Regions from separate parts of the Sus scrofa genome. Here all the other regions are linked to region 2. Evidence: chromatin contacts called from public HiChIP or PLAC-seq data. All regions are on one chromosome and are shown on one strand. Each heading gives the region's core, a stretch centred on a gene start, on an enhancer-like site or on the middle of the called end of the contact. The rest is flanking DNA. Distances are from core to core; before and after follow the strand shown.

Region 1 (3,745 bases), core at 338-2,837, 220 kb after region 2:
TCACCTCATTAAAAGATATTATATAGGAAAAACATTTTGAGAAAACAGGAAATATATGTCTAAAACAATGCCTAAATATAGTGGTGCTTAAAAAATTTTGTTGAATTAATAAAGACAAATTTTTGTGTGGGATATAGGGGATGTAGGAGAAAATAATGGATATATGTGGTGGAGAACTTGTTATGTCATAAGTCCCCTAACATAGTGTTATTGCTGGGAGCAGGTGAGTAGATAGATCTGAAAATACATTTTTTTTTTTTTTTTTTTTTTGGTCTTTTTATGTCCGCACCCGCGGCATATAGAAGTTCCCAGGCTAGGGGTCGAAACAGAGCTGAAGCTGCCCAGCCTAACGCCACAGCCCCAGCAACACCAGATCTGAGCTGCATCTGCAACCTACACCACAGCTCACTGCAACACAACGCTGGATTCTTAACCCACTGAGCAAGGCCAGGGATCGAACCTGTGTCCTCCTGGATGCTAGTCAGATTTATTTCCATTGAGCCATTGTGGGAACTCCTGAAAATATTTTGAACTTTTGAAATGTTCTTTGAGATGCATTTCTCTTTGAAGTATTGAAAGAAGTTTAGCAGGTAAGGTTATAAGTCTAGTCTAATTCAGAAGGTTATATTCTTTCCATTTTATCTGGTAAGAATTAGTCTTGTAAAGTATATTTTGAAAATTTATTCTCATGTTCCCATAAGTGTATTTAAACTTTTTTTTTTTTTGCCTTTGTTCGTCTTTACTTTTTCCCTCTGCCTGTGACATCTTTCTCACCTTCTCAGTCCCTTGCTTTCTCTGAATTAGTTGCTACTTATCTTTTTAGGTTTTCCGTTTAGCCATCAGTTTTTTCAGGAAGTGTATACTAATGTGCTAAGACTGAAGTTTTTCCATATGCCCCCACATTCTAGTGCTTGCTGTACCAAATTGCAGCTGCCTGTTTTGTCTGTATTCTCCACTAGACTGTAAACTTCTATTTCATGGTATTCTGTGGTGGTAACTTATTTTTCTACCATGTAGCACAATGCTTGGCATGTAGTTGGTTAGAGATGTTCTAATTAAAGGTCATGCTAGACTAAAGTTTATTTTTAAACTTCAGATTCAGTGTTTAAAGGCTTATCTTAATATCCATATTAAGAAATGTTTTAGTTACAGAAGGTGGCCACTGTATCACCATACCTTCTAAAGTTTTAGGTTGAACATTGTGAAATTAAAAAAGTGTGGGTTTTTAAGTAGAAGGTAGTTTACAGTTATGTTGCAGTAATGTGTTCTTTGGACCAGATGACCACACATCATTTCTTTGCCCTATTTTAATGTGCTTAATTGCTGGCTTGACACTTTTAATTGTTGAATTTCTAAGAAATATTCAGCTATAAGAATTGGGAGGGTTTTTTTTCCCCCATCTTTTAAAGTTTTATTGAAGTTTAGTTGATGTACAAAGTTGTGATAATTTCTGCTGTATAACATAGTGATTCAGTTATACATGTACACACACCCATTCTCAGATTTTTTTTCCCGTAAAGATTATCATAGAACATTGGGTAGAGTTCCCTATGCTGTACGGCAGTCAGCATTGAGAGTTTTTTGAGAAATGAAACTACACAGATATAAGAGATGGAGGATGTAATATAGGAACTGATGTTAGCTTCCTGCTAGAAAGTATTATACTTTTCCTTTTTCTTGTTTTTTTTTTGTTTTTTTTAAATAAACATGTTTAATTAGTGCATAACATTTTTTGAGAGCGTGTGGCATTTTCTACTTTTCATTATTTGTTTTCTAGGGTTATAGGGGTTAAGGTTACCATGAGACTGTCTTAGTTGAATGTACTTGAATGTAAACTTTTGGTTGCATAAACATTGTATTGTTGGTCCCACATTTTGTATAAACTGAAATTTTGTGTGGACAGATGTATGACAGTGCTGTTTCTTTAATACTCCCATAGAACTTAAATCTCCTTAGTTCTCTATAAACGTGTTACCTGTGGCAAAAGGAAATCAAATTTTTGCCCTTGCCTTGAGCTCATTTGATCTGAGGTAAATGACTAAATACATAGACAAACACACACAGACACACACACTTGATATTTGCCTGAACCTGTAAATATACTCAAGAGGTCTAACATACATGTAAATATTTCTTCTCAAGTTTTAGTGTAGTTGGTCTAAGGGGTACCTATTTCCCTTAGTCTAGTGGTTGTTCCGATGAATTTCCTAGTGAGCAAATTTTGGTCTGTCTGCATATAGTGATACGGGAAAAAAAAGACTGAATGAAATCACTTAGTATAAGGTGTCTTTTCTTTACTCTCCCCTTCACTTTAAAAAGTCAGTTTATTTTTCTTAACCACTAGCTCAGACTGTATGACTTTGTTTGCTGAAAGGAAATATTGAGGTTTTAGGAGATTTCTAGTAGGTTTAGAAAATGTCTTTATGCCTCAACTCCCAGCCTGAAATAATTAGTTTAATTTCAGAATGGACAGCATGTGTGAGAGAATCTGCTTAACATGTTTGAGAGTTAAGGAAGAACTTTGGAAGTTCATTATATGATCAGGCACAAATGGTTCCAAGTGATTCAGGTGATGACATTTTTTGGCAATGAGATTTTTGTATATATGTTTCTCTGTGAGAACTTTGGTGCCTGCCAGTGATATAACTAGAAGGAAGAGCATAGTGGAAAGTAAAAGTGATCTGCTGGGAACTGCAATTTAGTTTCCTTTTTATACAAAGGAAATTTGTTGATGGTAGTGCTATTTTAATAGTTTTCTACTGTAGTAGACAGTTTCGTTTAGGATTGTGAAGTTTTAAATAATCGTGTAGTTTGAATGAAGCACCTATCTATATTCATAACAGGTTGTTTTCTTGTATAGATTTCTGTATTCTACCTGATGAGAGACTAAAAAGCACAAAGGCTCTGCTAAGGCCCCTTAAATAAACTGTACCAGTATATATGCTTATAAAAACATTCATGTGATTCCAAATTTAAAATGATTCCTGAGGTTTGCCCAACTTACCTCTTTTCTTATTTAACTTATTTAATGTATAGTTTCATCTTAGATGTTTTAGTTTAGATAAACTTAGTTATGTAGCATCTAAGAAAATGATATCAAGGGACTCCATATCTGCCTGTATGATTTCCCAACAAAAATTACAAAACTAGCTGAGAAAAATGTATTTACTTTTAGAATTTTCTTCTGTATCTCTCCCCCATCTTGCTTAAAAGAGAGAGAACAAGAGAAAGAGCTAATTTACTTTTAAATAGGAAAACAGTAGATACTTTATTATTAAAGTACTAATTTAAGCAAACTTAATTTATAACATCTCAAGTGCATACTGTGCTTGCTGTCTCTCCAAAAAATATATCCACATTGGGGAAAGAATGGAGCTATTTTAGGGCTTCCTTCTGGAATTGCCAGGAGAAATGGAAGAAATTCTGTTTTATGAATACTTTGAAGTCTCCAACCTCAATTAATATGTCTGATCTGTAATGTTCAAAAAAGAGTTTTTGGGAAAAGAAATTTCCTCTTTAAAAATCAGTGTTTTAGAAGAAACAAAAATTGGTTTCTTTTGTTCTTTTCCCAAAATTAGAAGGTAAACAAGATTGGAAAGCAGAAAGATAACTGAGACCTAAGTGACCCACATAGTAATCATCCATCATGTAACAGTATGTAATATGAAATCTTCATTGACAAAGCTGAATTAATCAGTCCTATAGCCTATGTGTACATGTATGTAATTTATGTGTAGTTTATGTA
Region 2 (4,267 bases), core at 1,426-3,925:
TTTTCTCCAGTCATTTTTTAAAATTTGGAGAATTTCATGAGTCACCATTGTTTCTAAAGGGCCCAATTTGAAAGAGAGGATATTTTGGAAATATTTCCTAAGAGTAAATCATCATTTGGAAAAAAAATGTATTATTTATGTTTCAGCTACCACTTCCCATTTTGATTTTTAACTTTTTCATTGTGAAATGCTTCACTGAAACTAGAAACTAACTTAGTGATTTCTAAGTTTTAAAAAATGCCTTTTTTTCAAAAATTAGTAGCTCACCTTATACTATGCTTGAACTTTTAAAAATTTATACTTTATTATCTTATTCTATAGTCATATTATGGTTTACAACTGTAAATCAATTAAAGGATGAAAATGCAAAGCAATTAGAGAATACTTATTCCTTGTGTAGAAAATGTAGAAATTTTGGCAATTCACTATGTTTACCTCAGAATGTCTGGAAGGACTTCTGGTGTATTTCAGTTTCAGCTACTATTTTGAGAAATGGAATTTCACATCATTCTTTAGAGATGGTATACTGTCAGATAGTCTTTAAATCTACATTCAGTTTAGCACCCCAAACCACGATATAAGTCTTCAAAAAGTCTAAGACATATCAACATTTCTGTTTCTAGACATTCAGAGTATCATCTGAAAAGTGCTCATTGTGGATTTTCTGTAATGTAGTGAAACACTGTATAAGAAGATATGTATGTGTGTTTATATACATTTGTATACAATTATATATGATTTTTATATATTAAATACTAGGTAATAGTGATATGCGTTTGTGGAGAAGCAACACTGTCTGATGGTGACCTCAGTCAAGGTCCCCAGAAGCATTTCAGCTTTTTTTCCCCTGGCATTATTGAGATGTAATTGATATAATACATTGTGTAAGTTTAAGGTGTACAATATGATGATTTGATACACATATACATTGCAAAATATTTACTACAATAAAGTTAGTTAATACATCCTACACTTCACATAAATAACATGTTGTTATTGTTATGGTGAAAGCATTAAAGCTCTTCTCTCACAGCAGCTTTCAAGTAAACAATGCACTATTGTTACCTATAGTCACCATGCTATTCATTAGATTCCTAGAACTTACTGTTCTTGGAACTGAAAATTTGTACCCTTTGACTAATAAGTCTCCATTTTTCCCACCCCTCAGCCCCTAGAAATCACCATTCTACCCTTTGAATTTTCTGTTTTTAAATTCTACATATGAGTTATTTTGCACAATGTTTGTCTTTCTCTAACTTATTTCACTTAGTATGATGCCTTCAAGTTCTTTTCATGCTGTCACAAATGGCAGGATCTCCTTCTTTTTGTAGCCAAATAAAATACCACTTATAGGTGTTCCTGTTGTTGCTCACTGGGTCGTAAAATTTTCTCCATGAGGATGCAGGTTGAGTCCCTGGCCTTGCCAGTGGGTTAAGGATCCAGTGTTGCAAAGAGCTATGGCATTGGTCACAGCTGTGGTTCAGATCTGGTGTTGGCTGTGGCATAGGCCCCAACTACAGCTCCAATTCAACCCCTGGCCTGAGAACCTCCATATGCTGTAGGTGCAGCCATTTAAAAAAAGAAAAATACGCCATTTATCGATAGGCCATATTATTTTCTTTCATTTGTCATTGGACACGTAAGCTGTTTCTGTGTCTTGGTTATTGTGGATAATGCTACAATTAACATGAAATGAAGATATCTCTTTGAGATAATCATTTCTTTTTTATCAGATGTATACTTAGAAGTGGGATTGCTGAATCATATGGTAATTCTATTTACAATTTTTTGAGGAACCTCCGTACTGTTTTCTACAGTGGCTGCATCAAGTTACATGTAGGTTGATATAGACTCTCTTAAGCTTTCATTCCAAGGTCTATGGTAAATCTCAGAGAATTCAAAACATGGGTTACTCACAAGTGGTTTCTGCATACCTGTGGGTGGTATGAACTGTTTTTAGAGGGTTGACTACTCATCCTGCAATGATATGATATAAGCTGTCCCAGCATATGTTCAGCCATGTCTGTAAATCCACACTTTTCAGAAATATACTTAAGGAAGACACATGAAAAGTCCCTCTTGATAGAGTGATCCTCCACCAAATTCAACTCTTTCCAAAGAAACCTCTCATTCAGAGTCCATGCTTGGTTGGAAAGGAAACATATGTTAAATGTGTAAAGAAAACACGTTCTCCATATCTTCTCTAGGAAGCCTATTCCTTTTTCACTATTAAAGCTCCATCTGTCCCTAGTATTGACAGTGGGCTCACTACTATCCTTTTTAATCCAGACTTCTGGCTCACCCCAGATCCAAATCCTCCTGCTTCTCCTCATAATAAGTAGGAGCTATTCCCTTAAGTGCCACCATTAACGGATGTCAAGTTTGTATTGTTCCTCACCAACAGAAGGTACTGGGGAGTATTATCAAACATGTAAACACAATAGGATGTAGTACTCTGCCCTAGAGTTTCCATTCTCTCCCTTACCCCATGCAGTTTGAGCCAGCAGAAAGCTCAGCATTTTTACTGTGCAAAAATTTAAATATTTGAATCACTCCTACTAACTGCTCCTCTGGACTGGCTATTGCCAGCCCCGAAGGGTAAGTGAAACGTTTGAGGAAGTCATTAAAAGTGCAGTGGACTTTCAGACCCTCAGTTGATTTTCTTCCAGCTGAGCCGGGACCATGGAGACAGAGTGCACAGCATTGGACAGGAAGCCAAGCTTAGCTAGGTAGCAGAGAGGTCTTAGATAAAGCAAACAAACCAGGGCTTTGTGAGGTGACAAAAAGGAAATGAGCAAAGTCACACCCTCAGCCCATCAACCAACAGTCTAGTGAGCAGGAAACAAAGCCACAAGACCAGTGGCCCCCAATGGTGAGAATATACTGCACAGGTGATCAGGGGAGAGCTAGACTTAAGTTCTGTCCTTTTAGTCACTTTGATGTATTCTAATTGCCTAGAGGTCTGTTCTAAGAAAATGAGGGAAGGGCCTTCTTACTTTTGAACTTACAGCGAACATAGTATGTGACTTGCTGAAGCTCTTTTTAAAAATAACATGAATCTGATCTTAGAAGGTATTCTTTGATATGAATAGAGAAATCTTTAGGTTTCTGTTAACAGTGCTATTTATTTTAGAAGCAGAAATTATGAAAGACAACTTAAAGATTTAGCATTCTTCCTGGATTCTTTTCGTTGTTTGGCAAAGATAAACCCAAGCCTTTTGAAGTTGACTACTTTTTTTCCCAGTTCTCAAAATGTAGAAGACTTTGTTGATAATGAGGACCATGATGAAATTTTGAACCAGAATGTTTCTTGAATATTTAATAATATCTAAACAATAAGGAAATTGCATCTAATCTATATATTAAGGACTTTAGAATATAAATGTTACATAAAGCAAAGAAATAGAATAATTTACAAACCATTAAAAGTTAAATTACAGAATAAATATTTTTGCCATGGACATATGGGGAGGATGGTTGTGTGTGTGTGTGTGTGTGTGTGTGTGTTTAAAAATAAAATTGAATGTGTGTATGATGTTTCATGAAGGACACAAGAAGATCTATTTGGAGTGTTAGCAAAGGATAGTAGCCAAGACATCCTCAATCCCCAGAAGGAATTTAATTAAGGAAAAAAGATAGGAAAGAGTATAGTGTATGTGGAGAGAGAATGAAAAAAATCTGTCTGGGCAAAGTAGACTGCACATATTAGGGAGCAATGAAAAAACATCCTATCGTCAGGTAATCCCAGACTTATATATATATGGCCGAAGAACTTGAAATTGATAGGTCAAGAGGATATTATCGTTTCTGTAACCAAGGTTGACACAATGGACAGGATGTTTTAGGAAGCCATGCACATTAGATCTGAGAAAAGGTGAGTTAATTTATGCATATTAGTCATAAGGCAAAATCCATAAATCAGGCATGTTATCATAAAAATCTAATAGCTGGATAACTGAAAAGGAAACAAAAGGGTGCATTTGGGAAACTTGAGAAAGGAAGAAACCTAAGTCTCTGATAGACTGGATATAGAAGAATAAGACAAACATGATCAAATATAACTCCAACAATCCTTGGCCTATGCAATACTACTAGAAAACTACTAAGAAGAATTGGAGAAGCTGAGAAATGGAGCCTTGAGTAAGGGCTAGGAGGGTGCTGTTCTGATTTATTTTTCATATCTACTATAATTCAAAGCAATAACTTTGGCGTTAAAAAAAGGAACATTGTAGTTCTGAGGAGCTTTTAATGCAGCTGAGCAAACATG
Region 3 (3,889 bases), core at 54-2,553, 170 kb after region 2:
TACCAGTATCCAACAGACTTGCAATAGCACAGGCAGTGTGTCTGAAGACACATACAAACAATAGGGGGAAAGGATCGTGAAGAAAACAATGGTGTATGGTCGTAGAAATCTGGCTATTTCTACCAAAATTCTTAGCCCCCACACACGCCCCCTCCCTTATTCATTTCGTTTTGTCAGAACCTAGTTTAAAAAATTCACATTATTTTAGTTTGTAGTAGTGTTATAGTAATTTATATTATGCAAAGAAAATGAAAACACAAGCAGTACCGCCTAAGACCTTGGAAGCAGTCCGCCCCTCCAACCCCGACCCAGGCCGACCTCGGCCGTCTGGTTTCTGCGCCGCCACCAAGGGAGTTTGTTCTACCGGTCAGGAAGCAGGGAACTGGCTTCGCAGCATCTTCCTTTCCCTTTCCCCCGTCCCTCCGGTCCAACCCCTCCAGGTCTCATTTCGACTCTCCTTTTTTCACCTAGCTGAGCGGCCGCGTGCTCGCCGAGACCCACTCCTCCCCTCCTCCACCCCACCGGCCCAACAAACAAAGCCCAGGGAGGGAGGCGCACACCGACTGTAGAAAAGGCCGCGCCGCCACGCGTTACACCCGGAGCCGGACAGAGAGCGCGTCCGCGAACCGCGCGTCCCCGCCGCTTCCTTCCCTCCCGACTCTTCCTTTTCCTCCTCCAGGCCCAGCACCCCCCACCACCCCTGCACCGGGAAGGAGCCTGCGCAGAAGCTGCCCTCTCCCTCCTCCTCCCCTCGCCCCCCCGCCCTTCCTTCCCTCCGCTCCTCCTCCCTTGCCCCGCCTTCCTTTCTCTTGTCGATTTCTCCGAGCGCTCCAGGTTGGGAGCAATTCAGTTGATTTCCCCACTACCCCGCCCCCCTTCCTCTTTTCTCCCCACCCCTCCCATCTCAGCCCGGTGGAGGATGAAGCGGCTGCAGTGGCCCCAGCCCCAGCAGCGGCACCGGCGGTGGCTGCGGTGGGGGTGGCCGGAACTGGGGTGGTGAAGAAGCGGTGGTGGCGGCGGCGGCGGTGGCGGTGGCTGAAGGATCGGCAGCCGCCCCAGCCGCTTCCCCTGTGCTTCCCTTCCTCTTTAGTGCAGCCGGGAAGTTTTTCGCTTCTGTGCATGTGTGCGTGAGTGTGGGTGTGTAAGGTGAAGGTTTGGTCGGCGTTTGTGCAGGCGTTGGGTTTTTTGCCCACTTCTCTTCCCGTAACCCGGGTAGCTCCCGAGCCTGGGCTGTGGCCCGAAGAGGGGGCGCGGCGGCGGGCTCTCTCCTTTTGTTGTTGTTTCCTCCGCCTGTGGAGCTGAAGGGGGGACGCGCCTGGGTGGGGCGGCTCGGAGCCCGGGCCTGGTGGCCCCCGGGGCTCCCGGGCGAGTAGAGCAGGGCAGAGGAGAGCGGGCTTCAACATGATGGCGGCCGAGGCCGGCAGTGAGGAAGGCGGCCCGGTCACCGCCGGGGCAGCTGGAGGCGGCGCCGCCGCGGGCTCGAGTGCTTATCCGGCAGCGTGTCGGGTGAAGATACCCGCGGCCCTGCCTGTGGCAGCTGGCCCCTATTCTGGGCAGGCGGAAGCTGGAGTGGCCGGGACTCTGGGTGGAGGAGCCGCTCTGGGGTCATCGATCCTGGGACCTGGGTCTGTGGCTGGGGCACTGGCGGGAGCCGGACTGTCAGGGGGAGGTGCTGCTGCTGGCGTGGCTGGTGCTGCCGCTGCCGGACCCGGCGGGGAGATGGCTCTCACCAAGGGGACCACTTCGTTGTCTACTGAGACGTTCGGGGCAGGCGGTGGATTCCCTCCTCTGCCGCCACCTCCTCAGCTGCCCCCGTTGGGCGCAGGCCTGGGAACAGTGGACGAAGGTGACTCTCTGGATGGACCAGAATACGAGGAGGAAGAGGTGGCCATCCCGCTGACCGCTCCTCCAACTAACCAGTAAGTCAAGACCGCTGTTTTGGGGGAAGCTGGCTCGTGGAAAGAAGTGAGAAAACCTGCCTCGTTCCTGCAGCTGTGACTCGTTGTGAAAAGTTTTGAAGCTTAAGGTTCCGTGCGTAGGGATTTAATTTGATCACTCATCTTCCCTACAGGCACACTCCCTGGCGTCTTTGTATATTTATTGCTCCTCTGGGAAGATGTAAATTTTTAAATATGGGAAGCATGGGAAAGTGTAGATCCAGTGACAACCAGATAAGGTTCTGCCCCTTCCAAATTGAGGTGCCGTCCTGGGATTCAGCTGAGCTTGCAGATACCCAGGCGGTCCTTGTCCGTATTAACCCGGGTTAGATGATTAGTAAGAAGCTTTACAAGTATTTGAATGAGTATTGTACTAGTATCATTTGAGACATGCATTGGTCAGAATGCTTTGTTTTCGTTGCGCTGCAAATCGCAAGGCTTAATGATGGAGAAGTCTTTGGATCACTTTTGAGAGCCTGGGTCAGCGAGAAAAGAAGGGGGTTCTGTGAAGTATACGTGTGGTTAGGGGCCCATACTCTGCAATATCTGTAATTTATGTTGTAGAATTCCCATTTATGGATATTAGTGTAATTCTTTTATAGTTGAAACCTAAGTAGAATGTTGGAGCAAATCAAAATAGTGTGCTTCTCTTCAACAGTTTTTGTTGGTGGCCAATGCAGTATTCTATTTGAAAATTAATTTTGACAGTCTACAGCAGAATATATAGGAAGTGACTCTTCCGTATGTAGTACCTCCACCTTGTTCTCTTCATAGGTATGTATAGGTGGACCTTGATGAGAGGAAAATGTTGATGGGGAAGTGCTAATAGTAGGCAAAACTTGTTTTATAGGTCCCTCATATCTGTCTTAATTGACCTTTAGAATTTTGACAACTTGGTGAGTATCAGAGGAAAAAAGATTTGGTTCCTATGTTGACAAACACTCTGTACAGTTGAAAGTTTTTGTTTGCTTTTTGGAAAAGCTTCTTTGGAAGATTTAGAAAGGGCTCAATGAATTAGGACTTTTCAGACTTTAAGCTACATCTTTTGATGGAAAAGTAAAGTTAGTGCTATTTATGACAGCGGTGGTATGGGGTTGTTATATTCCTTTTAATATTGTTCATTTTGAGTTCAGTTTTTTTGGTCTGATTTTATTCCAGCTTTATGTATTGCAGACTTTTTTGAAGGTGTTCTGAGAGTGTTAAAAATTTAAATTACAGCATTGTTTTTACACCTTTAAGACTTTTTGGAAAATCACTTAGATATTAAGGGCCCTGTGGTTATGATAATGTACAACTTTTCATAATAAAAGAGTATATAGTCTTTTGGCATTTCCTAAGTTGAATTAGGCATATTTAGTTTATTGCAGTTCTAAATCCTTTAAATACAGAATTTATTTTGTAGAGCAATTTTAGATTCACAGCAAAATTGAGCAGAAAATGCATTTTTCCCATTAACTTTTTTAATAATAAACATGAATGAGTGCATAGGAAAAAATATGTTTGTAAGAAGTCTCGTGAGATTTTCATCATATTATATGTATTTAGAAATAAAAATATTATTTGTATAGTTATGTATATGAGAATTGTTCATGTTCTAAAAAAGTATCCTCCATTTCTAGTATGTTTCTTAAATTTGCCACTGAGAAGTACAAATTTCCCTTTTTTCTTTATCTTAGATATCAACCCAGAGTCTCTGGAGGCAATACAGTGTAGTGGTTAAGCGTGCAAATTCTGAAGTTAGACAAGATTTGGGTTGGAATCCTGACTCTGCTACTTACTAACTGTGTGATCTTGGAAAGGTCAGTTGCCCCATCTGTAAAATGGGGATAATAATGGTATCTCCCTCAAATGGTCGTTTTTTAAGGTTAATGAGAACCCCCTGAACATATTCAGCACAGTACCTGGCACATTGTAAGTGTTGAGTAAATTAATAGTCTCCTAAAATAACAGTA

Evidence for each region. HiChIP or PLAC-seq counts read pairs in DNA pulled down with a chosen protein or histone mark.
Region 1: an H3K27ac HiChIP or PLAC-seq map of alveolar macrophages shows a contact between it and region 2. The contact joins two enhancer-like sites. A contact is called at or near these places in 3 of 47 Hi-C or Micro-C datasets (heart right ventricle and skeletal muscle) and 1 of 2 datasets of contacts at active chromatin or transcription factors (alveolar macrophages).
Region 3: an H3K27ac HiChIP or PLAC-seq map of alveolar macrophages shows a contact between it and region 2. The contact joins the promoter of RASA1 here to the enhancer-like site in region 2. A contact is called at or near these places in 2 of 5 promoter capture datasets (fetal liver and liver), 6 of 47 Hi-C or Micro-C datasets (embryonic fibroblasts, fibroblasts, liver and 1 more) and 1 of 2 datasets of contacts at active chromatin or transcription factors (alveolar macrophages).

The regions. Positions count from the first base shown.
Region 1 is chr2:94,929,049-94,932,793 of Sscrofa11.1, forward strand. All of the region lies in intron 1 of RASA1 (ras GTPase-activating protein 1), which reads left to right. Among named protein-coding and RNA genes, the nearest start is that of RASA1, 51 kb to the left of the region's middle. Within about 2 kb of position 1,588, at least 5 of the 83 cell types and tissues checked have an H3K27ac peak or open chromatin away from gene starts, as enhancers often do. A contact at or near this core is called in alveolar macrophages, where this site is marked.
Region 2 is chr2:94,709,381-94,713,647 of Sscrofa11.1, forward strand. No RefSeq gene overlaps it. Among named protein-coding and RNA genes, the nearest start is that of RASA1, 170 kb to the right of the region's middle. Within about 2 kb of position 2,676, at least 14 of the 83 cell types and tissues checked have an H3K27ac peak or open chromatin away from gene starts, as enhancers often do. A contact at or near this core is called in alveolar macrophages and liver, where this site is marked.
Region 3 is chr2:94,878,312-94,882,200 of Sscrofa11.1, forward strand. It overlaps RASA1 (ras GTPase-activating protein 1), which reads left to right and starts at 1,304. Exons shown (of 25, transcript XM_003354207.4): 1 at 1,304-1,919. The coding sequence starts at 1,402.